2 separate regions of the Sus scrofa genome follow, and region 1 is linked to region 2. Evidence: chromatin contacts called from public Hi-C data. All regions are on one chromosome and are shown on one strand. Each heading gives the region's core, a stretch centred on a gene start, on an enhancer-like site or on the middle of the called end of the contact. The rest is flanking DNA. Distances are from core to core; before and after follow the strand shown. Region 1 holds the start of IRX4 (iroquois-class homeodomain protein IRX-4). Region 2 holds the start of IRX1 (iroquois-class homeodomain protein IRX-1).

Evidence for each region. Hi-C and Micro-C count contacts between places; a contact is called where the count stands out from the background.
Region 1: a contact with region 2 is called in a Hi-C map of epiblast stem cells, with 6 times the contacts expected there. The contact joins the promoter of IRX4 here to the promoter of IRX1 in region 2. A contact is called at or near these places in 2 of 47 Hi-C or Micro-C datasets (embryonic fibroblasts and epiblast stem cells).

The regions. Positions count from the first base shown.
Region 1 is chr16:78,937,780-78,942,643 of Sscrofa11.1, reverse strand. It overlaps IRX4 (iroquois-class homeodomain protein IRX-4), which reads right to left and starts at 2,611. Exons shown (of 5, transcript XM_003134165.4): 1 at 2,230-2,611; 2 at 1,494-1,745; 3 at 732-844. The coding sequence starts at 2,274.
Region 2 is chr16:77,699,700-77,704,859 of Sscrofa11.1, reverse strand. IRX1 (iroquois-class homeodomain protein IRX-1) reads left to right here and starts at 3,771. Exons shown (of 5, transcript XM_021076840.1): 1 at 3,771-4,098. The coding sequence starts at 3,823.

The DNA of each region.
Region 1 (4,864 bases), core at 1,362-3,861, 1.2 Mb before region 2:
GGGCCACGCCCACGCGGGCTTCCGGTGTCAGGGGGGTAATTAGGCGGGAAGACTGGGTCTTTCCCAGGCAGGCACTGCCCTTTAATGTTCATCTCTGATGAAGCCGACATGGAGCCCAGGCTCCTTTCGGGGACAGAGGTCTGGGGTGCAGCGCCGAGCAAGGCCCAGCCAGGTCCCTGTCACTCTGCACAGACACGCACCCATCCCAGTTCCTTTATCTGGCCTCTCGCCTGCTGTTTTGACCCTCGAACCAGGGAAGCATATCTTGGAGATGCGAACCCAACTACCCCGGACAGAAATGGTCATTAGGGCCCCTGGGGAGAGCGTGCCCAGAGAGCCTACCTGGGCTTTGTGCAGATAACTTTTTCTGTCGCCCCACGGAAGATGGGGCACGCCATTGCCCCCCGCCCCGGAAGGACGGGGAGGTGGGCCCAGACACACTGAAAGGGCCACACTTGTTAGGGTGCAGGGCAGCAAGACAAGAGTCCCCCGAAAACCACGTTGGAGGGAGGGCTTGGGAGTGGGGACAGGTAGCCTGGGGGTTGGAAAGGGGAGGGGGGGGACGTATTTAGTCTGTATTTAGGAGGCGGGGCTGGGCCTAAACCAAGGTCAGTCGGACCAGAGGACTGCCCCTCCTCCGGGTGCTCGACCTTTGTGGGGGGGCATGGCGCTGGTGGGGGCAGAGGTTGGTGGTCCCTAAGGGGGCAGTGAGAGGGGCCAGGGTCCCTCACCTGTCGTAGGGGTACTGGCCCAGCGCTGGCTCGTAGGGGTAGTAGGCGGCGGCGGCAGCCGGAGCGAGGCCCGCATGCGCAGACCCAGGGGCGTCCTTGGAGTCGAAGCTGTTCTGTGGGAGCCGGTGAGCCTGGGGTCACAGCTTCCTGGAAGCGACCCAACGCCAGCCCCTTCCCTAGGACCCAGCTCCTGCTTGCTTGCGGCAGACTCCTGGGCCAGCCCCCATCCCGCCTCCCCCAGCTAAGGAGCCCCAAGACTAGGAGTGAGGAGGAGGAGGAGCAGTTAGGGGCCATCTGGGGAATGAGCGATGGGAGAATGTTGAGGGAGGGAGGGAGGGACGGACGGACGGACTGGGGGGCAGCGGAGGAGGGACAGGGAAGGGGACAGAAGGGGAGAAGTGGGGAGGTGCCAGGAGGAGGAGAGGAAGGGGGAGGCCCGGAGGCGTGAGGGGGAGGGAAGCTAGTGGGGTGGGGGGAGGCCCGTGTGAGCTCCCACAGAACCGGGCATCCGACCAGAACTTAGCAGAGAGCAGAAAACAAATCCCTCCTACCAGGACACCCAACCCTGGCCCTGGTGGAGTCTGAAGGACCAGGCTCAGAGGTGCTGAGTCCGAGGGAGCCAAGGCCTGCTTCTCCAGTCCCCAAAGCCCGGGATCCGGGACTCGCCCCTTGCCTCCAGAGTTCGGGGAAAGCGAGTTTGGCGCACCGAGGTTGGGGGCCTGGCGTGGCAGGGAGGCGTTTGTGATCCGCTCCCTCCCTTACCAGCGAGTAGAAGGCAGACGCCTCGGATCCGTAGGTCACGTAGTTGCTGTAGCCCTGCGAGCTGCCATAGGGGCTCCCGTAGACGCCCAGCGCCGCGGCTGAGTTGAGCTCGTGGCGCGCGGTGGCCAGCAGCCGGCTCTCGTAGACCGGGCAGTAGACGGGCGCCTGGGCCGAGGCAGCCGTCCCCGAGTCGGCCAGCGTGCGGGCCCCCGATTCGCAGCACGTGCTCAGGGAGTTGGTGGTCATCAAGAACTGCGGGAGAGAGAGGAGCCGCGAGGAAGGGCGGGAGCCGGGCCTCCGTCCGCCCGCGCGCCGCCGGGAGCGGGAGCGCGCACCCCAGGCCCCCGGAGCTACCGCCATCCACGGCGGGCCGCGCATTCCTTTCCGCGGCGAGCTTTTGCGCCTGGCCTCCCCTGGCCACGTGGGGCCCAGCCCGTCCTGGTCCGGAGTGGTCACACCCTCCCGGGAGGTTTCCAAGGCCGCGCAGGGAGCGCGTCCTCCTGTGCCACATCTCCCTTGGTCCCGCGGGGGCTCCCCGGGGCGTAGCCTCAGACAGAGCCCGTAGGGGGTGGAGGACAAACATAACGGGAAAGGTTGGCCCTGCCCGTCGGATTGCCTCAGCGCCTCTGCCCTCCCCGGGGTGGGGCGCGAGGGGTGCGTGGCACGGGGCCTGGGCGCTGGGAAGCGACTGCGGGCTGCTGGACGGCTTTCCAGCGGCCCCGCGGGGCCCTCTTACCTGGGGTGCGGAGGAGTAGGGGTACCCAAACTGCGGGTAGGACATGGCGGGCGCGGCCCGGGGCCGGCAGGCAGGGCCGGCGGGGTCCTGCGCGAGGGGCCCGGCGGGCCGCGGCCACTGCTCCGGGGCCACCGGCTTCTAGGCGCTGGGAGGGCGAAGCAGAAGAGCAGGTTATTTCGGCCGCCTGCTCCGCGAACTTTTCTAACTGAGTAGGAAAGTGAGGCTCGGCTTTAGCTTCGCGCGCCGGAGCTTGGAGGGGGCTCTGGGACCGCCCGGCCTCGAAGCAGGGACACAAATACATATTTTGCCAAAAAGAAAAGAAAAAGGAGACGCGCGAATCCGTCAAGTCAGCGGTGCGCGGCTTTAAGCGGCGGAGGCTCTGACGTCAGCCCCACGCCGCGCAGCCGGCCGGGCCGCAGACGCGTGGGTCACTCGGCCGCGGCCGCGGCCGGGCGGGGCGGGGACAGGCGGGCCGCGCCGCCCGGGGCGGAGGGCGCGCGGCTGGAACAAATGGATTTCATCCGGGGAGTCAATACCGCCCCGACGAACGGTGCTTCTCCTTCGTCACCGAGGACGGGAGGCACTTTTAATTAGAAATTAATTAATGAGCAGCTGCTCCTTCCCGCCCCACTGTAATCATTAGTCTCAATTACAAATGAGACGTATGAGGGGGACACGAGTGAGTCTTCGCTGCAGATGTGATCAACAGTTCAAATGAGCCCCGCGCGGGCGCCCGGGCCAGGCTTCCGCTCTCCGCGCGCCCCGCCAGCGGGAAGGCAGGCAGCTCCGCCGGCCGGCGCGGCGGCCGAAGGCGGCGCGGGCCCGGCTATTGTTTAACCGGAGCCGCAAGGCCTCCAGCCAGTTCGAGCCCTCCGCCGGCCATGGAGCGGCCGCCAGCGCGTCCGCATGTGGGGGTCAGAGCGCCCTGAGAGTGGGGGCCTGGGCCTTCCCCTGGGCCCAGCGCCCCAGGGCTCAGGGGAACCGCAGGCCTGGCCTCTCTCGGCCGCCGCGTCTGCGAGTTCCAGCCCGGCGCCCCGGCCCTCGCTGGGCTCCCCCATCCGCCTCCGCGGGCCGCCCTCCCTCGGCTCCCCCTGCCCCTCGCGGCTAAAGCGGGGACTGCCGGACAGGCCAGCGCGCTGGGACCGGCGGGCTTCCCGACTCCGCTCGGGGCCCCTCCCGCCGCGCGCCTCCTCCCGGCGACCTTCAGGGCTGGGAACCCGCGGAGGAGGCGCTGGGCCGGGACGCCCTTCCCAGCCCAGGGCGCGGGGAGCGGTCTGGGGAGCGGTCGAGGGCCCGCCCCAGCCCTCCGCAGCCAGTCCCGGCCCTGGGACCGTGCCCGAGGGCACAGCGGAGGCTGGCGCGCAGGCGGTAGGGCGGCGCCGGGGCCACCCCGAGCCCGCTCCCCGCCTTTTGCGCCGCCCGCCCTGCGGGGGCCCGGGCTCGCCCCGGCTGCTCTGGCCCGGCCGGGCCTCCCGCTCGCTCGGCGGCGGGGAGGGAGCCGTGCACGGCGGCGCTGTGCAGACTTGCTGGGAGAGAATCCTGGGTTCAGACCTGCGAATCGCCCCGGGGTCACCCTCTAATTAATGGTGACGTTCTCGCCCTCTCCCAGCTGCAAAGCTGCCTCCCAGAAACGAAATCTGCCGGCTCTGACAGCTCGGTTGAAGGTGATTGATGACTATCTGGAGACCACGGTACCATCATATAATATCTGCTGCGTAATTGCTTTAATTTACAGATGAAAATACGAGTTCTCCGATCGCGTTGGACCGCAGCCGGCCACGTCCGAGCTGCTTGCAAAGGAAAATCATCGGAAATAATGAATAGCCGCTCCATGCAAATTATTCAGACAGTTTAGCGTCTGTAGCCGGGAGAGATATATAAAGAACACGAGTCAAATGACGTTAATAATTGTTTTTGAATTCTGTATTGATTTCGTGGCGGCCGTGTTTCTTTCTTTCTCACCTGAATTGCTAATATCACCTTCCTGTAAATAATCAGAAACTAGCCACCGGGGCTTCGCGGGCAGAAATGAATCTCTCAATCTCTCTCCCCGGCCGCCTCTGCGCGTCCCCTCCCCCACGCTCCCGCCTCCCCTCTCCTTCCAGTTTCCCGGCTTCTTCGGCGGCGGCTCCAGCTCAACGTCCTCCTACTTCCCATCATTTATTGTTTACAAACAACTCACTCTCTCCCACAATGAGGCCAGAGGGGAGGGAGGCGCCCGAGCCCCGGGTGGCGGAGGGCTCAGGGAGCCGCAATCTCCGCCGCAGGTCGTCGGCGGATTCAGCATCCTGTCCTCACTCCTTCCAGGGGCTGTGGCCCCAGTGATTGTGAGCGCTCAGCCAAGGAGGAAGCCACCGCCCCAGGTCCCAGCGGCCAGCGCCTGGGGCTACGGCTGGCTGGAAGCGCTCGACTGGCCCAGGCCTGCATTTCCTTCCATTTCCTTCCCTGGAGACTCAGCCGGCAGCGCTCAGGGAATGGCACCCCTGGACACGCAACCATTCATCTTCTGAGCGGACAGGCTCACCCTCAGAGAGGGGTGGGCACAACTGGCCGAGGAGGCCTCTGGGGGAGGGGTTTCAGGGGCTCCTGTGACCACCGCTGCTACGCTCTCCTGCTTTCCTCTCTAGCCTGAAGT
Region 2 (5,160 bases), core at 2,522-5,021:
GCCAGATCCTCTGTGCCAAAGGCAGGTCCAGGATGGCTCCCCCCTCCCCGGGGCGGGGGGGTGTGCTGGCTCCCCGGGAGCTTCCTCCTCTGTTGAAGACCTGGGTCAGCAAGGCTTCAAAATCAGTGGAGAATTACTTCAGAATAAATAAAACTGCAAATGAGGAAGCTGTTTGGCAGGTACTTATGTCAACGTGATGCTGGGTGTGGAGTGGGGAAGGCAGATGGACAAGCCTTTATCGAGGGGCTGGGGAAAGAGAAAGACGTGATATTTTTCAGGTTGGTGATAATGCTTCCTTCCTACTAGAAAACCAGTACCCCCTCCCCCTAGTAATGAAAGAAGGAGAGAGTCCTCTCTCCAACAACTTGGTTCAAATGCATTTTGTTCACCCATTACACTCCCCCTCCCCCTGCCCACCAGAGTCCCCTCCCTGGGGAACCGCACCAGCACACAGGTGCCCAGCCACACAGGGCTGTGGCCAGAGGCCCAGGTCCTAGCTGGGGTGCACCGAGAGTCTGGGATTTCCAGCCAGAGGGTCCCAGCAACCACCATGGCAGAAGCTCTGCTTCGTGTACCTGCAAGCCAGACCCCTGGGTGGGGTCCTTACTGAGCCCAGGGGGCCCCAGCCCGGACACCGGCCAGGCGGAGGTCCCGTTAGGCCACACAGAGACCCCTAGGTCTGGCTTCGCCCCTCTTGGAGGTCCTGCCTCTGGCCCAGTCTGGGGAAATGCTCTGGCCAGTGAGGCCAGGGATGGGCCTGCCTGAGCCACCTCTTCCGCTGGGGCCCTGGGTTTTCCTGGGGGGGGGGGGGGCTGAAGCCACATGGTCTATCCCCTCCTGTGCCCTGGGCAGGATCGGGCTCCTGTGGTCTCCAAGGCCCCTCAGCCTCTTGGGCCACCAGAGTGGTGCCTGGACATCAGAAGGGTTGAGCTGGTGAGCTGAGCCAGACCTCTGGGGAAAGTTCTGGGTCCTTAAGTGGTTATACAAGCCAGTCCTGCGGTTGGGGCACAGGCCCCTTTCTTGCCTCAGGCACCCTGGAGCTTCCTGGTCCCTACTTCACCAATTGCGGGGCTGGGGGAAGACCCCGAGCCGGAAGTTCTGGACCCTGCTCTGCCCTCCCCATCTCCAGTAGGATGATTTGGAAGCAGATTTCTTCTTTTCTCTTTTGTTTCTTTCTTTTTTCTTTTCTGTTTGTCTGCCTTGCTTCCTAGTTTTCCCTGTGCAAGTTTCTGGGGAAAAGGCCAAGAGAGAGTAAGGAAGAGCCTGGCTGCCAGGCTCCAGCCAGATCCCGCCCTCCACCCCAGGCGCCTTCCCAGGGCTCCCAGGGGACAAGCCCACAGGCCTTTCCAGAGCCAGTCTCCCCATCGCCTCCTGGGGGATCCTCAGGCACCACTTCCGGTGGGCGCTTCCCACTCACCCGGCAGGTGTCCTCGGGGACCTACAGTCATTTCCTGACCAGAAGGGAGATGATACAGACAAGGCCTGGAGGCTGGCATTGCTGGGCTGGTTGAGGGTCAGACAAAGCCTGCCACCTCATCTTGTCTCACTCCTTCTCCCTCCCAGGCTGTGATGGCGACAGCCTGATGGGCGTCAGCCTGGGCTGGTGCATGTGGGGAGTGGGAAAGGGATGTTTAGCTGTGTGGCTGAATCTTCACACAGTTTCTCTGGGTTTGCATTCCACCTGGCTCTCCAGGTCGCACAAGAGGGCTTATCTCACCTGTATTTACAGGTCACCCTGAAAGGTGACACTGGAGTTTGCTAAGCTGGACAGTGGTGGGATAGGCCCATTGGCTTGCTTTGGGTGTGGGGGAGAGGGCGGTGGGTGGCAGGAGCAGGAGGAAGCTGTGGTTAGGGGACCCCCCCCCCAGGCAGGCATGCCTCCCTCTGCTCCCCCCTCCCCCCAGCTATCAAAGTAGGAAAGGGGCCCAGGCGGTAGCAGCAGGAAGTTTCTGGAGTGAGCGGTGGTTAGTGGGGTAGCAGGTGGAGAAGAAGGGAGACAGCATGAACGTGAAGAAAACCCGACTCTGAGCACAGAAAATAAAGCCTGATTACACAGCTGGTAATTAGTAATTACTATTATGGGCCTTATTGCTGCTAATTACAGGCGGTGGCTCTGTGGATGTCCTCAGGCCCCCCAATGGGGAAACAGGATCCTTCCTGAGGCTGCAGGAGTCCCTGGGCCAGAAGGTGGGGCACCTGGAGAGGGAACCAGAGAATGGTGTTCGGGTAGGTGCCCAGGGAGCAGGTGGCCCAGGTCACCGGCAGCGCAGCACGTGGGGACCTGCTTCGGTTCTGTTGTCCCAAATGGGCCCAAACCAAGGCCGACACCCACGTCCGTGGATGACATTTTTGTAGGTTTCTGCGAGCCCGGAGCACAGCACCAGGGAGTACCTGCTTGCCTCTGGTTGCCGCTTAGGAGCTGGGGCGCGCAAAGTGACCTCAGGGAGCCGAGGCAGGTACCGCGGGCGCGTTCCTCGCCGGTCTCCAGGACCAAGCCAGCGAGCGCAGCTCAGAAGCAACCCGGCCGAGCGGTCCAGGGCTTGGGGAGGCGAGGAGGACCGTGCCCTCGGCGTCTGCGCCCCAGCCCCGCCAGACCTCGGGCGACCGGAGCCTCCCAGAGCCCGCGCATCGCGGCCGGGCCGTTGGCTCTTCCCGCACAGGATAGGAGCGGAGAGGGAGCGAGAAGAGGGATGCCCTGTCCCCGGCCTGGTCGCGGCGCGGCTGGGAACTGGCGCACTCCACCCAAGTTTACTTCCTGTGTTTGCACACCTAGTGGACAAGCGAGGGGTGTCCCGGACACGCAGCCTTCTCCCATCTCCGGGTGGGGGCGGGTTATTTCCCTCCCGCCGCAACGATGCTTTCTCCGCAAAGAAAAGATCCCCTCACGCCCAAGAACCGGCCATCAGCTTTCCCCGGGCAAGGGGCTTCCCAGCTGGGCTTGCCCTTTCTTAAAGTTTTCAGCTGGAAAAGCTCGCAGTGCTCCTTCTCCAAGTGCAGCGAGGACCGTCACTGCCGGGTGGCCTGTGAGGTCCTAGCGGGGGTCCCAGGGACGCCATGCCCGCGTCAGGTGTCCCGCCACGCCGGCTTCGTGGCACTTCTGCCAGAGACGTCCCCGGAAGGCCAAGGCAGCACCGATCTCAGAGGAGAGGCCGCTCGCTCCCCGCCGGCTGTCACCGCGCTCGGGCCAGCCCCTTCCCCGCCGTCCCCAGCGCAGAAGAGCCGGCGCCGAGGTGTTTTTGTGAGAGCGCAGGCACACCTCCGCTGCGAAACAGCAAACCCCGGTGTCCGACAGCTATAAGCCGGCGTCGACGGGCTGTCAGACAGCCGTGGGGACCGATCGGGACGGAGCCCGCGGCCGCCGGGCCCGCACTCTAAGCCCGGCCGCTCGAGCGGCCACCGCGGGCGGAGATGGCCCGGCCGGCGCGGGGCACCACGTGCTCGCCGGGAGGGGCGGGAGCGGCCGGCGAGGGCGGGCGGGAGGCGAGGAGGGGGCGGAGGGGAGCCGGGGGCGGGGCCAGCGCTCAAGGGGATGCCAATCAAAGCATCAACTTCAAATTGTGTCTGAAAGCCCCGCCGCCGAGCGGAGGGCGGCCGCCGCAGTCGGCGCGCGATCGCGGATCCGGGCGCAGCCGGGAGCCGGGCGCCAGCGAGCACCGGGCCGAGAAGCAGCCACCGGCCCCCGCCTCCGGGCCGGCCCGAGCGCGCCCGGCCGGCCGGCCGGCCGCCCCCTCCCCCCCGCCGCGCCCCCCCCCCCCCCGCCTCGGCCTCCCCCCACCCCCGCCCCTTTAAGAGTCGCCCGCCGCCGCCGCCGAGTCCGCGGACATGTCCTTCCCGCAGCTGGGCTACCCGCAGTACCTGAGCGCCGCGGGGCCCGGCGCCTACGGCGGCGAGCGCCCGGGGGTGCTGGCCGCGGCGGCCGCCGCCGCTGCCGCCGCCTCGTCGGGCCGGCCCGGGGCGGCGGAGCTGGGCGCGGGCGCGGGCGCGGCCGCCGTCACCTCGGTGCTGGGCATGTACGCGGCGGCCGGACCGTACGCGGGCGCGCCCAACTACAGCGCCTTCCTGCCCTACGCCGCCGACCTCAGCCTCTTCTCGCAGATGGTGAGTGCGCCCGGCCTGCTCGGCGGCGCCCGGGGCCGCGGTAGCCGGGGCGGCGCGGCGCGCGGAGGGGCCGGCGGGCGGGCGGGCGGGCGGAGCTGGCCCGGGCGGGGAGCCGCAGCGGCCCTGCCGGCGGGTCCGAGGCGGCGGGGGCCGCAGGAGCGGGGCGAGGCCGGCCGGGAACGGCCCCGCGATCGGCCGGGGCCGCGGGGAGGTGAGAGGCCTGGGCCACGCAGCGGGGGCGGCGCGCGGGGGGGGGGTCCTCCGAGAGAGGCCGGAGGCCACGGGAGCAGGCCCGGGGTGTGCGGCCCGCGCTGGGGGCCGGGGCCAAAGTCGCCCCTGGCTGGCAGCTCGGTGGCGGCGGCGGGGTCCGCGGCCCGGGTTCCAGCGCGGCGGCTCGGCCCGGTTTACCCGGACGCCCCTTCCCGGGCCGCGGGCCCACGCAGGAGCGCGCGACCTTTGGGGCTCTGGGACTGGGCCGGGGAGACTCGATTTTCTCCCTCTTTGGCAGAGGCTCTTGCAGTTGTATCCGAGTTTGCCAGAGGGAACCCTGTAGAGCCTCGCAGAGTCGGTCAAAATAAGCCGAACAATGGAGACGGGATGGGGCCGAGGGCTCTTAATGGCCTGAGTGCAAATGTGAAATTAAGCAAACAAACAAAAAAATAAGTGGAAATCATTTTTGGCGTCTGAAAGGATGTTGCCTTTGAGTTTGCTAAGTTGCCAAAGTTTTCATTTGCACCGAGAGAAAAGTACTTTTCTTCCTGCGTTACATAATGGAGGATTAGAGAGAACAGCGCCCTGGGCTTTAAAGAAATGCCGTCCTCTTAGCCTCCTGTCCCGGTGGGTGTCAGATGGGAGTGGGGTTTGCAGATTTAATGCTCCGCGGGGCCGCTGGCCAGTCTGTCGTTCCAGAGGATCCATTTTCCTAGGTCTGACTGCGAAGTCCGGCTTCAACTTTGGGCTGCTGGGAACCGCGCGCCGGTCGAGGAGGTCGGGCAGGCAGCCCCCTCCTGCCCTGCTGCCAGCGGGATCATGCAAATTTCAGGCACCCCCCGAGTCTCCCAC